Regions from separate parts of the Gossypium hirsutum genome. Here region 2 is linked to region 1. A link is a contact called in public Hi-C data. All regions are on one chromosome and are shown on one strand. Each heading gives the region's core, a stretch centred on a gene start, on an enhancer-like site or on the middle of the called end of the contact. The rest is flanking DNA. Distances are from core to core; before and after follow the strand shown. Region 1 has its middle 64 kb from the start of LOC121221466. Region 2 holds the start of LOC121221139 (transcription factor TCP20).

Region 1 (2,700 bases), core at 110-2,609:
GTTTGGCCACCCAAATTTCTCATTTGCCTAGAATTTACCAACACAAACACAAACAAGATAAGGCCGAATCCTATGTAATTCCATAAGCAATCTTAAAAAATATCACGTATATTTTTTAAATATTTATTTTTAATATTTTATTATAACTCTACGAAACATTTATCAATTCCTTAATCCTACTTATAAAATATAAAAACTCCGCTGTAGAGTTATTCATATTATTAAAATATTGATAGTTGTAATGAATCTCAAGTAAAATGATAAAAATAATCTTTAAATCCTTAAATTATCCTTACCTCACTCGTTATCCCATAAAAGAAAAACCTTGTAACAATGAATATCAAATATGGAGTAGAATTTTCAACTAGTTATATATCAGTTTGGTGTAATGGTAAAAGCTATTGGAGTAGAATTGCCTAAAGATATTTTTAATTACATTAAATTAATTCCAAAATTAAAAAACAATTTTTTATTTAATTTAATTCAGTTTGCTGTGGGATTGCTTGTCTTTCATGTTTCTTGTCAGTTTGGTGCACTACTTGCTCAAAAATTACATCTCTTCAGCTTTCTTTTTTCCCTTCTTTTTCCAGTATGTATTTCACAAGTTTATTCAAATCATGCAGTTATCATTATTCAAATCTAAAAATTACATTTCTGTTTTTGTTCAACAAAATCGAACCACTTTTGTTTCTTATCGACCAAAATGGATTCATTATGTGGACGATGAGCTCAATGCATAAAATTTCCATTTCATGAATCCCTATATATGTATATGAATGAACTGAATATATACATATATTACTTAAGGGTTGGTCTATCAAGTACTTTGACACTTATGGTTAAATCCCAGCCATTCATTTTTTTTTAAGATTTACCCTTAGTAATTTTTTTCACTTATAATTTGTATATTTATTATTAATATAATTTTAAAAATAATTAATCTTTTTTTATAAAATTGTGATACTCAAAACTCTTAATATAAATCTTAAACTTTTATCTTTAAAAAAATTAAATTAAATTAAAGAGATTTGCGGTAGTGCCAACAGAATTGCCACTTAAGAAGTTCAAAAGTTGGCAGGTTGGCACGATTATTGAGACGATTTTACTATTGAAAATCAACAACAATAGCTGATGATGGAGATGATGGAGATTAACTTGTATTTTTTTTTTATCTTAAATCACTCCATGATAATGACATACAGTTTATATGGGAAATTAAAAACTTGGGAAATGGTCATTAATTAAAAGTACACTATACTCTTTGACTTTTCATTGGACGAACAATCCATGCAATACTTGGTCACCATAGTGGGGATATCCATACACACAGACATATATATCCTTTACTTTTCTCCTTTTTTTTTCTTTAATCATTCTTGCAAACTTGATTATTAAGCAACTTTAGGATGGGTTTGGCATGAATCATTGAAGTAATGAGAACATATATATATCTTTATTAATTTATTTATTCCTTTTTCAACTGCTTTCCCTTTATAAAAACTTACATAGAGCCTTTGCTTTGATGTGGAGAAGACCAATTCTTTGTGTTGTGATGATAATTATGGTTGGAGTTGGTAGGTGTACGTTGGTGATTGCATGGCTTGTCACATGTGCTTCCCATCATGGAGACAAAGGGAGGCCCCGCTCTTTGAAAACCAGTCTCACATGAATTCAAGCAATTTGATTAAATGGGAAAAGATCTTTGCTTTTGTTTATGGGTTTTCCAAATTTAATTTTTAAAGATTTTTTCTTTTCTCACCAGGAGATAAGCTTGGATCTTTCTTTGTTAGTATTCGTTTTAATCATTTGTCCTTTCCTTTTCAAAGCTTTTCCTTTTCTTTTTTCCCATTTGAATACCAAAGGGAGATAATTATATAAGCACACACCAAAATTTAGGCACTTTCCCATCAATTCCAAGGGCCTTATTACTTATTAGCTATTTGCACTACATTACATATGGTGTAATGTAATTTAGCTGTTTCAAGCTTAAAGAGGACATTTTAATTATTAAAAGAAGCTTTGAAGCTTCTTTTAATAATTAAAATGTCCTCTTTTAGCATATTTTTGCTTTGGTTTAAAAAAATAAAACAAACCCTTTTTTAAATTTTTTATGTAAATGTTTAAAATTACTCGTAATTTTTTCTAACTTTAAATAAAAAGATAAATGTGTTTCAGTACACTTAATCTATATCTTTTTCGATTAAGAACAATATCAATACTAACTCGAATAAACTCAGTCGACTTGAATAGTCTTTGTATTTGATAACATCTATTTGCATTCAAAACAAGACTCTGTACTCTAACATGCGTTAAATGTGCTATTGGTTACAAAATTCACATGCCTCTTGATTTACTTTGTTTCTTCATCGAATTTTTGCTCAGCTACACTGCCTTTGTAATTTTTTTTTCTTTCATCCCCACTGAAGCTGATAGGTTATAAGGATAGTAATAAATAGTACAAATTAGTAGATATTTGATATGTTGGTTGAAGATTCAGAAAATATTTAAATTTAAATATTTGAATTATTCTGTTCAATTAATTTAAAATGAATACAAATATTAATTTTTGAATATTTATTATCTGAATCTATTTTATTTTTTTACATATAATAAACTTAAATTTGGATATTCTAATCCATAATTTAATTTACTTTCTAAAATTTTGACTTTGAGATATTTAATGGGTAACTTTTTAACTCG
Region 2 (2,745 bases), core at 8-2,507, 110 kb before region 1:
GTTGATAAATTTGGCTTAAGGCTTGATGATTTAGAACCCCAATATGACCATCTTGAGACAACCCAAGTTCCAAACCAGGGAGTTGCTGGTTAGCCGCACCTAAGATTGAGGTGAAGCTCATCTGACCAATATTAGTAGCTGGCAAATCAAAACCAGGAATCCCGATTTTTTGCAGATAAATAGAACTTTCAGTGCCTAAATTGGTTGTAGATGGACCAGATGATGTCTGAAACCCATAACCACTGACTGAGGGCCATAACCCTGTTGCTACATGATGGGGTCTCCCCAAATTGTTGGCACCAACCGTTGCCCAACTGGTCCTACTGCTTCCAGACCCTATACTGGACCCCTCTAAGTCTTCCATCTTTTGGTGCAATCCAGCTGACAGAGAGGCCCCCTGATGAGAAACTGAGCCTCCAGCTGCTGCCAAAGCTGAAGCTGGTATGGTTCCGCTCCCCGTGGCGGCTATTATTGATGGTTCAGCTTGTTGTAACAGCCACTGTATGGTTTCCCCATCAGATTTGTGTCCCAATTCTCTGGTCAACTGAAAGATTCTAGCTGCACATAAAGCAGGCATCCTTATTCTTCTACCTCTCCCTTCAACTTTAGTGTGCCTGTCTTTGTTAGAACTTCTCTTTGGAGCCAACTGTTGTTTCTTCCCTTCTTCTTTACTTGCAACAATCCGGAAACCCTTGCTTTCACCTGCTTTGTTCTCTCCCATGCTTTGATGAGGCTGTTGTTGGGGTTGTGGTGGCAAGCTCAAGAAGTTGGATACTTCAGCTGGTGGCTGCTTGGAGCCTTTGGGATCCATGAACAGGTAAAGGGGTGGTAAGGTGGGGGCAAAGCAAATTAAAGCCAAAAAAACTAAGTTTCTTAGATTGAAGAAGGTTACCTGAAAAGTCCTCCACTTTCATGAGTTTTTCACTGTTTTTGGCAAGGAATGTGAAAGACAAACTAGTAATATAATATTGAAATCCCAAAGCACACCCCCAAAATGTCAAAAATTTTATCTTGGTTTTACAACATGTCTTCCTACTTTCTCTCACTGTCCTTTCTTACTCTTTTTCTTACAGTAGTGAACGGGTTTTGACTAATACTTCTGATACGATAGTAACTTTAACTGCCCATTTCCATGATTGATGGCTGATTCTCTTAGCGTTCTCTTCACTTCGCCTTTACCTTTTACTTGCTACAATATTATTTCGGCAGGCATCATACTAATGGTTCCATCTCTTGTAAGAGATTTGATAACACTCTAGAATAATGTATTTTTATATCTTAATTATGTATTTATTCTGAGTATGATCCTGTTAATTTAAATTATTTATAATCTTTTATCTTATAGGGGCTAAATTTGAGGCAAAAGCAAAATTAAGGGCCAAAAGCCTGAATTTAGAAATAAAATGGGCCAATGTGCGACACAAGGAAAAGTTGATGCCAAAAGTGCAAGTATGGAGAACACAAGGGTTGAAATGCAAAAAGAAGAGATTTTATTCTATTAAACTCTATTTTAATTATATTAGGATAATTAATATTAAGATAATTATTAAGAATTATTTTTAAGATTTTATTTTATTTATTTTTATTTATCTTCAATTAAATGTATTTATCTTTTAGGAATTTAAATAGGTATCTCCCCTAGCACTATAAATAGGGGATGAAATAACTCAAAAGAGGAGGATCCTTTTCTGTAAACACTCTTTCTCCAAAAGTCTAGGCTTTTGTTCTTCTCATATTTCCTTTCAATAAAATCTCTATTTTTATTTTATTTATTTTCTTTTCTACCACAACCATGAGCCACTAAACCCATCTAGCCAAAGGTTGTCGAAAATCTCCAAAAGGGTTCATGAGGCTTAGAATCTGTACTTAGCCTTCTCAACGAGTATTCATCGTTTCTTCGCACTACGGGGCTGACGCTTCCATCCATATCCCTTAAGAAGTAAGCTTTTCAACGTATGCAAAGGCGACCGCTTCGTATGTTTTGGGAAGGTTGCACAGTCGGTTCGTTAGCTTACTGCGTCAGAGGTTGGCGAGCCCAAGAGACAAAATGGCGTGGGATTCGCCATTGAGAAGCGTTGATCTAGCATAAGATGATCTCATAGAAGCTATTGTTGGCTAGAGTCAGGTTCCACCAAATCGTAAGTCTAAATCCTTGGAGCTGGTGGTCGAGGCATCCTCTTCCACTATAACTGGCTTATTTGGTTTGGGAAGGATCATCTAAAAGTCGAGGATTGAACCCAAGGCGAAATGAGATAACTGGAGGCTAGAATCTCCCATAAGAATTTTCTTTCTCTCAACTCTATTTTTCTCGAATTTTTGATTCAATATTCCTAATTCTGTTTTTATTTTATTTTTCGTTTCCAGATCCAAACCTTTAATTCTTCTATTTTTTTTATTTTTTTCAGGAACGCAGGTTTTCTTAGGCAAGATTCTGCCTAGGATTTCACAGAACAAGATATTGTGCAAATCCAGTCCTTGAGGATTTGACCCTACTTCCCTTTTACTATTATTTTTCATTATTTATTACGAATAGGATATTTTTTGTGCTTTCAATGACCGCATTAAATTTTGGCATCGTTGCCGGGGATTGGCAACGTACTAATCTTGTTTTTTTGTTTCTTATGACCAGATCTGCTCCAGGTACTCTTTCGTTCGATTCAAAAATTGAGAAGACTGCTAGAGCTAATCGCAAGGAGACAAAGTTACAGAAAAAGCAGTCAGCGATGGTTGGAACTCAAAGTAACC

What was found. A called contact is a pair of places that touch in the nucleus more often than the background predicts.
Region 2: a Hi-C map of leaf shows a contact between it and region 1, with 4 times the contacts expected there. The contact joins the promoter of LOC121221139 here to the enhancer-like site in region 1. A contact is called at or near these places in 8 of 34 Hi-C or Micro-C datasets (callus, hypocotyl and leaf).

The regions. Positions count from the first base shown.
Region 1 is chrD09:13,561,005-13,563,704 of Gossypium_hirsutum_v2.1, reverse strand. No RefSeq gene overlaps it. Among protein-coding and RNA genes, the nearest start is that of LOC121221466, 64 kb to the right of the region's middle. Within about 2 kb of position 1,359, at least 2 of the 9 cell types and tissues checked have an H3K27ac peak or open chromatin away from gene starts, as enhancers often do. A contact at or near this core is called in hypocotyl and leaf, where this site is marked.
Region 2 is chrD09:13,666,252-13,668,996 of Gossypium_hirsutum_v2.1, reverse strand. It overlaps LOC121221139 (transcription factor TCP20), which reads right to left and starts at 1,257. Exons shown (of 4, transcript XM_041101688.1): 1 at 893-1,257; 2 at 1-798. The coding sequence starts at 914.